Linked DNA regions of Mus musculus: region 2 is linked to region 1. A link is a contact called in public HiCAR-type data. All regions are on one chromosome and are shown on one strand. The core of a region is the stretch at or near the end of the contact, and the rest is flanking DNA. Distances in the headings are between cores, read along the strand shown.

Evidence for each region. HiCAR-type assays count read pairs that join an accessible place to other places.
Region 2: a contact with region 1 is called in a HiCAR-type map of astrocytes, with 2.7 times the contacts expected there. The contact joins two enhancer-like sites. A contact is called at or near these places in 2 of 39 promoter capture datasets (cranial neural crest and hippocampal neurons), 8 of 484 Hi-C or Micro-C datasets (cerebral cortex, cortical neurons, embryonic stem cells and 2 more), 9 of 115 datasets of contacts at active chromatin or transcription factors (VIP interneurons, astrocytes, embryonic basal ganglia and 6 more) and 1 of 9 other capture datasets (embryonic stem cells).

What each region holds. Positions count from the first base shown.
Region 1 is chr8:88,788,779-88,796,309 of GRCm38.p6, forward strand. No RefSeq gene overlaps it. Among named protein-coding and RNA genes, the nearest start is that of Gm42034, 48 kb to the right of the region's middle. Within about 2 kb of position 4,058, at least 93 of the 459 cell types and tissues checked have an H3K27ac peak or open chromatin away from gene starts, as enhancers often do. A contact at or near this core is called in VIP interneurons and astrocytes, where this site is marked.
Region 2 is chr8:89,025,121-89,032,651 of GRCm38.p6, forward strand. Sall1 (spalt like transcription factor 1) reads right to left here. Exons shown (of 3, transcript NM_001371070.1): 2 at 4,824-7,531; 3 at 2,122-3,698. The coding sequence ends at 3,258. Among named protein-coding and RNA genes, the nearest start is that of Mir8110, 4.2 kb to the left of the region's middle. Within about 2 kb of position 3,466, at least 8 of the 459 cell types and tissues checked have an H3K27ac peak or open chromatin away from gene starts, as enhancers often do. A contact at or near this core is called in VIP interneurons and astrocytes, where this site is marked.

The sequences.
Region 1 (7,531 bases), core at 2,808-5,307:
TTTAATGTTCTTGTGTATACCACAAGACGCGGTGTGATGCCACAAGATGTGGTAAAATGTTGAGACCTGGATCATCTCAGCTGCTCTCTTAAGCTCCAGGCCCTGAGGAATTGCTCTGCTGTGTGGTGCAAGGGAATGGCAGATCTAAGGACTGAGGTGAGGACAATGGGGTAGATGTTGCCCTGCATGGGTCCAATCTCATCCACTGCTAGGAGATGCTGGCCTTGGCTGAGCTTGGGACAGTTGTTAGGATACACATGGGGTGACACACATGGCTTTTTGTTCTTTTTGGGATTCTTTGCAGCAGCCGAAATTCCACAGGAGCAAAGTGGGCTGGGCCTGCACTGTCCTGTGGTCTTCAGAGTCATGGAGCATCCTTCTCTCAGTGATCTCCAAGGGAGACTGAGGAGCAGACCCCAGCTCCCACAGCTGATGAGGGAAGAGGGCAGACGACTTAAAACCCTGGAGCCCAGGGATTGAAAATACTTTGGAACGGTAGTGACAATGAGGCCTCGGTGGGAATCCTTCCTAAACATTTCTCCACACTCTCATCTCAGTCTCCATAAGCATTCTGCTGTGTGTGTACAGCCAGGGTTCCCATCCACCTGTGCTGACGTGACTTGAGACTTAAGCACACCGTGCAGCACAGCCACGCTGGGTGACAGATCTCTGAAGAAGGAGAGATGAGAGCAAGAGTGGGAACCCCCCCCAACCCCGGTCAGGGGGAATTGAGTGTGCTTGGTGTTGTGTGGGGCCAAGATGAGTCCCAATGGCAGCCCTACACACTCCAGCCAGGCTTCAGAAGATGATCTGGGCCTGCAGCAGTGGCTGTGGGTGGGAGTGCTCTATGTGGAGGTCTGACTGACTCCTAGGCCTGGTGCACAGGAGAGGGGTCCAGATGAAGGCAGAAGAAGGGTGGGTATGAGGAAAAACAGTGGACATGAAGTGAATCTGGGACAGATAATGTTCTGCTAGGACACTGGGGAGCCATGACAGGTGTAAGGACAGGTTGGCCTTGTGGTGGTTTGAATACTCTTACCCCAGGGAGTGGGACTATTAGGAGGTGCGGCCTTGTTGAAGTAGGTGTGACCTTGTTGGAGGAAGTGTGTGTATCACTGTGGGGGAGGGCAATGAGATCCTCCTCCTAACCATGTGGGAGCCAGTCTTCTCCTAGCAGCCTTCAGATGAAGAGGTAGAACTCTCAGCTCCTCCTGCACCATGCCTGTCTGCACACTGTCATGCTCCTGTCTTGATAATGGACTCTGAGCCTCTGAACCTGTAAGCCAGCCCCAATTAAATGTTGTCCTTATAAGAGTTGCCTTGGCTGTGGTGTTTCTTCATAGCAGGAAAATCCTATGACAGCCCAAAGTGCTTTTCTGTTCTGTTCTGGATAGGTATTTTCAGGGTAGGAGGCAGCACCTGACGTTGACTCCTGGCAGGTCTAAAGTTACATTTTTAAGCTAGGCATGTGTCTCTGTCCATGTTCCTCTGTCCTGTAGGGTTCAGAAAACCCATGGTCTGCTTGAGATATGGCTCCCATTACCTACAGATGAGCTTCAGCTGGACTTCTGTTCTCCACACCCTGGACTCTCCCTTCATGGCCTTCATTCCAGCTGAATCTTACCTTCTCAAGACCCTGGGCTCAGGAAGTGGCTTTTAGTTACATGTTCCTTGTGGGTCCCTTCTCTTTCCTGGGGGCTGTTTTTTGCTACAATATACATGGGGTATTTGATCATCCACAGGCTTGCCTCTATGTCCAGGGTAGACCATGTGACCCCAGGGAATTAATCGAAGCCCTATGCTGCCTGGAATGAGTGATTGGTCAGAAGTACACATGATTAAAGGGCTGCCAAAGTACTCTTGTGGGGTTTCCTAGGGAGGTTACAGAATAGAGAGACTTTGGAAATCAGCGGCTGTAAGTCATGTGATCTGAATGCAAACTCTCCCCCAAAGGTTCATACATTTGGATGCTTGGACCCCAGAGGGTGGTGGTTTTGGGGAAAGTCATGGAGCCATTAGGAGGTGACTTGTGAGGGGAGAGTGGGAACCTTGAGGCTCTGTGACCTGGTCTCTCTGTCTGTCTGCCTTTGCTTTCTGACTCTGGGCATAATGTGACCAACCAACTCATGCTGACCCTCCTGCCCTCTCTACCATGATAGATTGTACCCCTAGGCCCCCAAGCCAGTTCTTCTTCAATCTAGTAACTTCTTGTCAGGTATTGTTCATATCAGCAGGAAAAGCAGCCAATGTAAGGACCACAGAGGCCACTCTTCCCATGCTCCGCACAAGTCACCCACCGGGGACTGACGGGACTGAGGCAAACCAGAGACCAATGGAACAGAGTCATAACTGAGATATCTGTATCCACCCATGCCTGAAGGCGGTGCTGGGCTCTCATTTAAACAAGGCAATGGGCCCTCTTTGCATTGGGCCAATGTCAGCCCAGAGTCCTGATGGCCCTAGGCCATATTTGGTGCCTCTCCATCCACTGTCCATGGACTCTGCCCCTCCATTTTCTAATCAAACACCTTTCCATGTCCCAATCCTTTACTGTGGTGCAAGCGTCTCCTTTTCTTCCTTCTGGTGGCCACAGAGTATGAGAGGGACTGAAGGGAAAGAGTGGGCAGAAGGGTGTCACACAAGGCCAGGGAGCCTGAGGACCAAGGATCCAACTGAAGCACCCCAAGAGCCAGCCCAGACCCCACTGGCCGGCTTATTTTAAGGAAGGGAGAATAGACAGAGAGTCGTGTGGTTTGCTCAAGCCGCCCAGAAAGTGGTTGAGCTGAACCTGAGTCCCCTCTATAAAATCCACCATCAGTAAGCCTGTACACAAAGCCTTGCCTGTCCTAAGAGGAGGACTATTTGTGACAAAGGGTTGGCTCAAGAAAATAGAGACCTGGCCCTTGTTCTGCAGAAGAGTAGTGGTTTTGGGGTGCGTGTACAAGTGTGAATACAAACATACAGGTCACCTCAACCCCAACCCCTGTCTTCATCCTGACCCATTTTTACTGAGGTCAGCTAAGGGGTGGCTAAAACATTCTGGGTGAGGGGGGTTGGATGCATTAGATGCATCAGGCGTATAAGCAAAGGCTCTTTAATAATTTTTTTCTTAAAAAAAAAGCTATATGTAGCTCCTGCTGTAACCCAGAGTATTCCCCAGAGTCCACAGGCTCACTTTAGCCCAATAGCTCCTAACCATCCCCTCCCCCCCAGTAATGTGTGCTTGCTGCCAGGACTTGCCAATTTATCACTTTGAGTAGTGGCTTGCTGGGATCAATGGGGACTTAGCCTGGCTCCCACCCTCCACATACATCTCTATGGAAGGTTCATGTTCTAACTCTGAAGTTGCCAGATGCATCTCCCACAGTGCTAAGACCTTTCTTTGCCCACAGTCCCATAAGTCTACCCAGGGACCAGCCTGTTACCATGGTCACAGGCCCAGGAAGCTCTCATCTCATCCCTGTCCCTTCTCTGATGCTCTGTTGTAGCCGGCAATACCCATCCCCGACTTCTTTCTTCCCTTCCAGAGCATTTCACTCTATAACTCAAGTTGATCTCCAGCTCATGAAGATCCTCCTGCCTCAGCCTTCTGGGATTACAGGTATGTGTGACTAGGCCAGCTTAGTCTGTGGCTTTCCTGTCATGTGGCTCCTGGAGTCCCAGGGGCCAGCTATTTTGGAGGGGCCCTGGGTCTACTCTGCCTTCACCGTTTGCAAGTAGAAATGGTTTTAGCTGCTGGCTAAATAATAAGCTACCCGTATATTGCCTGTCTTCATTGTGTTGTTGTAAAAGGAAAACTAATCAGGGTATGGTGGTATAGGCCTGTCGTCATACCAGTCCTTAGGAAGCAGAGGCAGGATGATCAGGAGTTCAAAGCCATCTTTGGCTACACTAGTCAGCTGGAGAATAGCCTGGGCTATGTACAACCCTGTCTCAAAACAAAACAGCAAAGCAAACAGAGGAGGAGGGACAGCAGAAGCAGAACCTAAATACACCCACGGCAAGTGTCAACAGCTGAGATTCAGGCAGCCTGGCAGCCTGCAGACACTTGGCTCCCTCCCCTATACCTTGAAAGTCTGAACAATGAGGCCTTTTGTGGGTTGGTCTCTTCTGCTGGGCCCTCTGAGTCACTGCATATTTTTGTGTGTGCAGCAACAAACGGTGTGACTCATTCTCCCACTGGGGGCATTTGGGGACTTGTTCTGTTTTACTTACAATTGCAGGAGGAGAAAAAAAAATCAGATATTACAGAGGTGAGAAAAAAATATAGCAAAGTCAAATAGTCCACCTCTGCGTGTTCCAGGCTGGCAGGACGAGTGCAGGTCCGAGGTTACTGGTCAGGGTTCCTGGGGGTGGGGCTTGGGGGTTCAAGGTGGTTAAAGTTTGACAAGTTTCTGCTAAGGTCAAATAAGGGAGAGGTTAAACTTCTAAGAAACCCCATGTCAAAGGCTTCTTACCCAAATCGGAGAGTCCTCTAGGCCCCAGGAAGAGGTGACATGGTCCCGTGTTGTGTGTCTCCGACCTCCTACACCTCATCAAGCTAGAGTTCCATGTTCAGAAAAGAGGTGTGTGTAGACTTTTTCTTTACTCATGTGGATGATGGCTTCCAGCCTGCTTTCCTTCCAGAGTCGGGTTGCCAGGAGTTTGAGGCTAAATGGGGCTGATAATAATGGAGAAAGTGAGCCACAGCTGAAAGGCTCTAGAGAGGCGCCTACGTGTTATAAGGCCGGCCCCTAGACAGATGGCCATCCCCTTCCTCCATCCGCCTGTCCCTATGGCTCTGCAGTCTCCATGCCCCATGCTTTGGCCAAGTCCCGTCCACACCGTGATCCCAGGGCTCTGCAGCGATGCCCTGGATCTAGGCCTTTAGCAGAGACCATTTCAGCCTAAATTCTGTGCCTCTCGGACCAGGTCCTCTGGAGGCTCTGGGCCTTGGAGGCCAGGATCCCAGCTCCAAGCTTGCAGGGCAGTAGAGGTGCGGGCGTGGCCAGGTACTGGGGCTTCAAGAACTAGCATTCGGAGCACGTGTCTCCTCTCGGAGCTGCGGGGCCTGTCTCTTTCTATTAGTTTAACAAGCCCTGGTATTAATGAGATTGCTCTATAATTGAACCTTTTCACGGGTCCCTCGGTAATGAAATTATGCTAATTTGCATTCAGCACCACTAGGCATCCATCACGCGGGATCAGCCGGGAGCGGCCGGTGAAGCGGCGTGAATGCACCGCTAATTATCACCGAAATGAACAAACCCGGCAGGATTATGATTTCATCTTTTGCCCTTCTCACCACTGGCTCCACCCTGTCTACATTCGTCTTTTCATGCATATGCTTGTTGGTGGGATGGGAGCAGGAAGCTGCTGCCATTGGCTGAGTGGCAGCAGAGCCTGGCACCTCTGCAGGCACCTGCAGGCTGGGTGCTGCTGCTGTTGCTGCTAGCCAATTTGAGTGGGCAGTGTGGGAGCCTACTACCTGTCTCTGAATGTGCAGCCTGCTGGGGTGTGTGTGTGTGTGTGTATGTGTGTGTGTTCACTCCCTCTCTGGGCTGAGGGTGGTGGTGTGTGTCTAATGAATGTCTGAGTCTTCATGCAAGGCTCTTAGCCTGCATGCTTGCCCGTTGGACATCTGAGCAGTTCATCTGTACCTCTGGTAGTGCACAGATGTGACCAATGCATTTGTACCTCTCGTTGAGTGCACATGTGTGTGTTTGCCTGTGGGGTTTATGGCTCTGCCACTGTCTGATATGCTGAAGTGTGAGGGCTTGTATCCTTGTGAATGATTGCCAACGTGCCACATCACTGTGAAGATGTGGAGTGACGGAGTATTCGACTACCCTGGTTGTCCAGTGGCTGGAGAATGGTGGCTTCTGATAGCTGCCACATTCAGGGACCCACTATGAAACTGTAGGGTCACCACAACAGGGGGACAGCTAGAGGGCTCCCTCCTCCCATTGCTGGATCCTCAAGGATTCTACTCAGCTCTCGGTGAGCCGAGAAGAGCTGAGACGACTTTTCTGGTTAGATCTGCACTATGATGACTTGGAAGGGATTCATTTGACTCAGGGTAAATAACAAAAATATTCCGTGCAAAGCCGAGTGTATGCAGTGCGTTATAGCGCCTCATCTCTTGGTACCCCTTCCTATCAGGCTTATGGGATGCTCGTGGGCTAGTGTGGTGGAACAAGGCCAGTGAGGTCTGCTCAGTGTCCACTGGGGCAGAGGTGAAGCTCCTAATTAGTACACGGGCCACCCCGCCACTGGCTTTGCATGGCATGTCCATATTCTGTACCTTCTGTTTCCCGAGCTATGAGCCAGGAGTATGAGAGATATGAGCCAGTTAACTTTCTAGGATGTTTGCACAAGAGCATGGAGTGCCAGGCTTCTGACAGCTGTACATCAGCAAGGTTGACTAGAGCTCTCATGGATCAAAGAATGTGTTTTACACACATACACGTTTCTGAGCCTGTTTCACTGGATGGAACATATGTGATAATCTATGTTATGACATGGTTGTGTGAGGGTGAAAATGGAGTCAGTAGTGTATAAATGTGCAATAGCTGGCTTGGTATAAAAACACTGTATGTGTATACCACAAAATTAATTATGTGACTTGCAAATGCAAAGGGATAATAGAGGTTTATACACCATCTAGCCAATGCTTCTTGTAAGTTCCCTACAGTCCACCGGTTCTCCCAACATGCTGGCTGGGTTTCGTCACTTTCCGTCCCACAGAAAGGTGATGGTGGCAGCTGATGAACAGGTACAAGTCTGAGGTAAAGTTTATCAGTGCTTTATTTTCATAAATGAGGCCAATGGAAGCAAAACAACTTAAATATGTGTCAAAACTTTGCCCGTTCCCAGTGGTGTGAGAGGCCTTCTTGTTGAGTGAGAAATGTTTTTTGGATATTGGGGAAATAACTTCTGAATGCTTTGCTCTGCTTAACCATATAATGGCTTTAGAAGCCACACACTTAAGTTTAAGAGGCATTGTTAATATTTTCCGCTAGTTTTCTTTAAAGTCTAGACAATCAACCAAACAATAAATCAAGTCTTGCTGTGTGATGTTAGCTGGTATCTATGGTGTATACTTCTATGACAGCTGATTGTAAACTAAGAACATTGTACCATTGAACTTCCAGTTGGGAAGCGACTTAAAACAGCACCCAAATGCATAATGAGGTGACAGTTCCACCTGAGGCTTCCTGCACAGGTTCACAGTTGGGATGCTAGGTCTCCAGCACTAGAATGCTCTCTTGAAGGCTGTAGATCTTTAAGAGGTGGGGCCTGGCTGATGGGCGTGGCCTTTAGGGGCTGGCCTTGGAAGGGTACACCCATCCTAGGCTCCACCCACCTTTTCTCTGCTTTGTATCTGCCACCATGTGAGACATCTCTGCCACACATTACGGATACAATGGATGAAGCTGCCACCATCCCTCCTTAGCGGCAATGGACCAAATCGTAAACCAGGGGTCCTCAACCTTCCTAATGCCATGACTCTCACCTTGTGATGAGCCCAAACCATAAAATTATTTCCTTG
Region 2 (7,531 bases), core at 2,216-4,715, 240 kb after region 1:
GGGCCATTGACACCGCTAAACTTTTAGGTATATTTACAATTCACATTTAAGAACAATGGCACCTAAGTGAGTATCTTTGGTTCAAAACTTTTGTGAATTTAACTGTCTTTGCAGTTTGCAGCGACCCTTCTTAGTTCAGACAACCTGGTTCCAACTAGGTTGTCCCTCAGAGTTCCAAAAATGAAAAAGGAGGCTCGGGTGGCAGAGTGGGAGAGGAAAGATGGGCCAGGTTCGGTCGCATAATCTGCTGAGAACCCACCCAGTTACTTTGTGAACATCAATCCATTTCTCTTGGACTGGGCTGAGTTTTGACCATGTCTGTTTAACTCCGGGCTGCGGGCGCTTTCTGGGTTTGGAATAGACGTAGAGGGGGAATGGGAAGGTAGTGATCGCTGCATTACAATGATCATCAATCGATATAGATAGATGGGGACAAAAGGCGGGAGGAGGGGCGTAGAGAAACCGGGACCGCGATCTTATCATCGAGGCGGCCTCCGAAAATCTGGCTGAACCCAGAGCAACTTTAGTTCGCCTTAACTTAATCGCAGAAGGCCCTAGAAGGGAGCTTCAAGGGCTAGAGGGGAAAGCGCCCGCCCCTGCCCCCTCGCGGAGACGGCCTCGCAACTCTGTGGGCATCGCGGGGACGCTGGACCTGGAGACACGGCGGGACTATGGCAACCAGGGAGCGCGGGCCCAGCTGCAGCGCGGTGAACGGGGAGGGTGGCAGAGGCGCTGTCACTGCCTGGCCCCTCGTGGTGGCCGCAGACGGGGGACAGCCCCGACGTCCCCAGGCTTCGTGCCGGGACCAGGAACGTCGCCGCCCCCATGGACAAGGCGAGACCTGTGAGGAGACCGTGGCCTCTCGGACAGCCGAGCGTCTGGCCTCTTAACCCAGTGCTCACTCTGGTGGGGAGGGGTGCGAGAAGGGGGAGGGGGATTAAAAAGAGGCTGCAGGCAGGGTGACGGGAAAGGACCTGGAGGTGAACGAGAACCAAGGCCTCTGATCGGTTCCCCCCCCCCCCCCCCGCTGTGTCCACCATCTCTGACTTGGGGTATGGGGGTGGGGGTGGGCTCGCCCCGAGCGATCAGGCCAGAGAAAGCAAGGGCTTTTCCCCGACTGGACCTGACGCTGGAGTCAGCGCTGTAAGGACCCTTGCGGTTCTCTGGGCTTCGGAGTGTAGGAAAAATCTTGGGGAAGAACGGCTTGGGATAGCCCAGGCCTGCTGGGAGCTTCTGCCGGAGTCGCCCAGGTTGGCCCAGGTTTGTCAGCCTCCCCTGAGCACAGCCAGGTTCGGTGAGATTCATCACCTCCCAGAGACAAAGAGAGTTCATAGACCCCTGGGCAGACAACTTTCACCCTGCCTATTGCCACTCCAAAACTGTGCTCAGGAGTAAAACATGCCCTTGAACAAAAGACAGAAAGGAAGGCAACTCAGGTTAACTTGGATGATCAACTATTTCAAGTTGCTCCTACAGATCTGTATAATAGATTTTTTTGTTGTTGTCGTTTTAAATATGTATGTGCTTTTAAATGCGTAAAAGACCAATTAAATAAAGAAAAATTTCACCTCCTGGGTTGAGGCCCAGTTTCTAGTCAGATTATATAACCCTGCTGCATGGGGAATTCTCCAGCAATGCAGCTCTCAGCTGCCTGAAAAAACATGCCACGGAATCAAGTGAAACGGAACTAGAATAGTTAAATCTTAAATCCACCGATCCAGTTTAAAGGATGGACCTTACCTGTCAAGATGAGGTCTCAAACCTCAACTAATGCCCCCCTCACCCACTTGGAAGTGGAGTGGGAGAAGACTAGAGATGAGTATACACTCTAAAACAAGAAATGGATATAGTGGAAATAGTTAGGTCGCCAGATCTCAAAAACAAGCAAACAAAAAAACAAACAACAAAATAAAAACAAAAAACCAAATGAAAAAAAAAACCCAAACCAAAACAAAAGGCAGGCCCATGCATGCCCAATTCTGTTATGCCTTTTACAATTTTTTCTTATTTAGAGATACTAGCTCACAGTCAGAATTTACAGCTACCTAGGGAAATGTTAAACTACCTTTAGGGCCCTGGCTAAATAGAAATGCACTCTACAAACACAGACACAATATGTTGTTTTATCTGTTGCAAAAAAAATGTATTTGATTACTTGAGTAAAATTACAGTATCTCTGTTGTTAGTAAGTATTAAATGTTAAAGAAATTGGAACCCCCCCCTTCAACTTTCCAAGAAAGTGCATGTAACAGTCCATTTTTTTCCTTCCATACCTAATACAAAATAAACCAACACTATACCTGCTCTTGATCAAGAGGCATTTGCTCTTGTAAGGAACATATGTACATTTTAATGAAAGTGATATTTCTTATTGTATATAGAAGAGCATCTACATTTCTCCACTGAAGGTCGTTCAAGATGCTATCGTTAGCAGCATTGTGAAATTCCAGCACACGTTTTCTACTGTGAATATACCCTACAAGGCCAAAATGCTACGTCTCAGTTTCAACTACCAAAACAACACTTGTGGTTTTTTTTTCCTCTAAAGAATTCTGCGTGCTTATTACTGTACAGAAACGTATTAACATTGAAGACGACTCAAGTAAAAAGCACAATACAAATAGTTCAAAACGGAAATGGTTAACTCTCTAAAACAAAACCAAAAAAAAAGCAGGTTGAAGTTTAGAATCAAAATGAAACCAAAACCAAAACAAACAAACAAACAAACAACAACAACAACAAACCCTAAGCCTTCCAAATGTTCAGCCTGTACTTAAAGTCCTTCCCTTAAATCTGTTTGGAAAGATTAGACAATGTGTTCGCTGATAAAATTTTCCAGCAGGATCAAAGTGTACATTTATATACAGACTTTATTAGAGATCTAACGTATCACGGAGGCATTGCATCAACACCAGATTCATATTAAACTGGATATAGAAAATAAGTTAATGCCGGATTAAGACCGCCTAGCAGGGCAACTTGCGATTGCCATAAATGTTACAGCAAGCTAGGAGCACTCTAGTCCATTAGTATTTAGTCCAAAATACAGAAGACCAAAGTTAATGCCTGCACTCTGTTTGCAAAGCAAGGTTATAGCACTAATAAATAAGCTTTCTTAGAACTCTAGAGGTTGAACAACATACAAAAGAATGTCTTCATAGTGTAGTTCATAGTCCCAGGGGCCAGAAGGTAAAGGGCGGGGGGAGGGGCAGGAGGCAACCTCGGGCGACATTCTGAGAGGAAGCACTCTGGCAGCTTTAGCTTGTGACGATCTCTTTGCTGTCCTCCACGAAGCGGGTGAAACGGAAGTTGGTTCCGTTCTCGCTGCTCGCCATTTTCTCCAGGCCAGCCAGAGGAGCACTGGGTTCCGAATTGCCCAGTTTTTCCACGTTCCCAGTCAGCCCACTGATAGGTGAGCTGCTCCCACTGCCCAGGCTTCCAGGAATTGGAGGGATGCCGCCGTTCTGAATGACAGAGATCTCGTTGGCCTTCATGGCCAGCCCGTTGGACAGTGCTGCTGTATACTGGTTCCAAAAGCTGGACGGATCCCCACTTCCTGACCTCGCCGCTAGATCCTTCTGGAACATTTCTGGGAACTTGACAGGATTGCCTCCTAGAAATGTCATGGGGCCATCCACTGAGAGCCGCCGGCCCCGGCGTGCAGGGGTGCTGTTCCACATATGGGTGCCCATGTGGACCTGTAATGTGGGTTGGGGAAGAGAGAGAAGAAACAAGAGAGAGAGCCAGGAGCTTAATAGCCGATTCTGTCTCAACTCATATCCCAACACTCGACAAAGCAAGTGACCCGAATGTCTATTCTTATTACAGGACAGACAGGGGAAAAGACACCAGGAACCATCCACTCCCATGGTCTAGTAATAACGTGTTTGCTCTCTGCAGTGCTGGGTTGGCTCTCCTCTTCCTGGCTAACTCGCCTTACTTACTCTGTTTTTATTACCTGTATTTAGCTTATAATGGCCTCAAGCAAGCCAGGCAGTCATAGATAGCTCCTCGCAGGGTTAGAATTGTTATGTCCACTCTCATTGCAGTGGTAAGTATTGTATCTGACACTCTTTACCCTGTAGATGTCCTTTTCAGATGGGAAGAAAGTAACCCTCACTGATTGCCCATTGGAGGGCCTTGCGCAGAGAGAAAAACCCAGAAAGTAATTATTCATCCCACATTACTGGCAGCAACCTCCCGAGGAATACTCTGTCAACAGAAAAATGTACACAGCGAGAGTGCTCAACTGTTGCTCTAGAACGAGCATATTTGCTTTATTTCCAACACATATCAGTAGGAAATGTCGTGTAATCAATTATCATAATACCCATTAGGTGAGGAGTGACGTTACTGTTGCTAGAAAAATAAACCATGCTAGACTGGGGTTATGAAAAATAGCTGCATACGCCGAAGAGAGCCGTAGAGAGCTGTAATTATTAAGTGATATGGGCAGTGTGCAGGCCACACGGAGGTCTTTAATCAATACCCCATGGCAACGCCAGGCTGTCTGATTTGGTAGGTAAAGCAATTCATTTGATGCACTTAAGCTAGACAGCAGAAAGAGGCCTGCTGCTTCGCTTAGGTACCAAATTATTCAAGGCGTTGGGACAGGCAGCAAGCTACAGGCTGCCCTTGTCCCTGCCATGATCCTGACCTCACAAGGCTCCTCCATGTCTCCCCACCTCAGCTACGTGGAGCAGGTCCCCTTTCCAGAACCTTCTCCCTGGCTACGCAGCTGAGGGCTCCAGGACCATGTGCAATCATCAACCAAGGGCATGGGGAAGGGCTGAGGGGCGGTAGGGTGCGGGCAGAGCGGGTACCTTCAGATTGCCTTTTGTTGTGAATGCTCTTCCACAGATAGTGCAAGCAAAGGGCTTCTCTCCAGTGTGAGTTCTCTCGTGGATCTGCAGGGCACTCGAAGAAGAGAAGGTTTTACCACACGTGTTACAATAGTGCTGTTTGGGAGTTCTCCGGGGCAGAGCTGGGAGCAGAACTGGGGATGTCGCAGAGGACGACAGAGGCCCCTGAGGGACATGACTAGTGGGGGCGTCCTTACTGTCCTGAGGAGAAACGTGTACAAAGCCGTTGACCTCTGTTTTGATGAGAGATGACAGCGAGTTGGCGGGAATCACTGCAGAGTTCTGATTGGGGCCGAGGTTGGAACTGGGCTCAAAGAGCTGCGATGGCAGATCTCGCATCTGATGTGTCAACATGTGCTGCTTCAAATTACCCTTTGTGGAAAAGCCACGATTGCAAACTGTGCAAATGAACGGTCTCTCTTTGGTATGACTTCTGTAGTGAATGTCCAAGGCACTCTGACAAGCAAAGGTCTTGCCACAAATGTCGCAAGCAGTGTTTTTAAATTTACCCCGGTCTCTGAAAGGAAAGAGGATTCCCAGAGAATCTTCTTTGATGATTTTCTCTGCATGACTAGAAGTCAAGTCCAAAGCACCTCCGTTCACTGGGGTGGGAGATAGACCATTGGCGAACTCGCCTGGCCCCACTCGCTGTGGCTTTTCCTCCATGCCGGGTGACTTGTGGAATTCTTGGGTGCTGTTGGACGGGGACAGAGCCTGCATGGAAGAGGTAGACTCTGAGATGGCTGGGCTGCCTGCACTCTGGCTCTCCATGTCGCCACCCACTGAGGAAGAGTCGTTGGTCAGCACATCCCCTTCCATGGATCCGTTCTCCACAGACTTCAGGCTGGCCTGCAGCTGCTCCGCCAGGCCAGCATTGATCATCTTCATCTGATTTTCCAGAGCAGCGATGCTCGACATCTCGAGGGGCAGAGGCGAAGATGACAGGCTATCTTGGGAAGCGTCCGCTGACTTGGGTGTGTCTGGGATGCTGCCCTCAGGACACTCTTCCATATTCTCATCTGAGAAGTTGTCTAAGTCGTCGAAATTTTTCTCATCAAAGGAGCCTGTGTCAGACTCCATGGACTCAGGGTAGTTGTCAGGGACTGGGGTGTTGGGGATCTGGCCTCCCATGTGCATACGAATATGCTGCTGGAGGACCACTGCGTTTGTGAACTTCTTCTGACAGATGGGGCAGGAATGCTGGACTCTGAGTGGAGGCATAGCCCGATGGACGCTGTAGTGGGTCTTGAGGTTCCCTTTCGTGGTGAAAGCCCGGCCGCAGATCTTACACTTGAAGGGCCTCTCCCCAGTGTGTGTCCGGTAGTGCATTTTCAAGGCGCTCTGACAGCTGAGAACCCGGTGGCAGATGATACACTCATTGGGATCCGTGGCCTTCTTGTCAATGTTTTCTACCAGTTGCTGCAGCTTGGATGTCTCTGAGGCCTGGGCCGAATCTAAGAGTCCCCCAAAAGGAAACTTGGCCTTGAACTGCTCAGACATGAGGGGCAACAGAGGGTTGGTGAAGGTGGTCCCTCCTGGACCACCGTCAGCCACTGGGGAGTTCAGAGTACTGTTGCCCGCTGTCGGGACGGCGGAGCTTGCCATGTTACTCTCTTCACCCTTGCCACCAAAGGGTGGCACAGCAGACCCTTCCACTTCCTCAGGGACGCCACTTGGGTTTCTTGTGGCCAAATCAGGGGCCCCGGAGTCACTTTTGACTGAGCCTTGGGGACTGGCAGCAGAATGGCTAATAGGGATGGGGGCTGGCTCTTCCGTCTTGATGAAGGGCGTGAGGCTTGGGAGAGTTGGAGGCAATGGTAGGCCGACGGAAGTGGTCAGAGTGGGCAGGACTGGCTTGGTGTCTAGCCAGCTGGTAACTGGCTTCTCTGGAGGGATGGACATGCCGTAGGGGATGCCGGTGCTCGTGGGGACATTGTCCAAGTGCTCCGGTACAGGGTAGGGGTTCATCTGGATGTGGGGGTACTTCTCTTTGTGGCGCTGGAAGTGGACTTTCAGATTGCCCTTAGTAGAGAACCTGTTCCCACAGATGTTGCACTTGAATGGCCTCTCTCCAGTATGGGAGCGCAAGTGGATCTGCAAGGCACTGTCGCTCCCGAAGACCTTCGCACAGAACCTGCACTTGTGTTTAAAGAACGCCTCGTCTGAAGTACTTTTCGCTTCAAAGGCAGTGACATTTGGTGGCTTGCTTTTTCTTTGCTGGGCCAAGGCAGACAGGGAGTTCAAATCTTCTGCGGTTGTTGCAATGTTAGGCAAAGGGGTAGGGAAAACAGCGTTAGCTGGGGTCGGCTGAGGTAGAAGTGGGTTAGATGCAGGACTCAACAGACTGCTTATTGCGAATGCTGGTGAGGACGATGCTGAGACGGCCGGGGAGCTGACATGGGAGGCACCAGCATTGGAAGCCACTTTTTCTGAGGACGGGGTGGGCACTGCAGCCGTCACTATGCTCATGTTGGGAGAAGTGCCACCACTGGGCGGGACGATGGAGGTGCCGGAGCTGCTCTGAGGTAGCTGGACGTGGGGGAGCTGCTTCACACCGCTGATGTTGGCAGATTGGCTAGCAAGGCTCTGTGCTAATCCAGCTGCCACCGCCAGCTGTTGAGACAGATGGGAGCTCAGTGTGGTCAAGGGGTTGGCAGATGTTCGTAAAG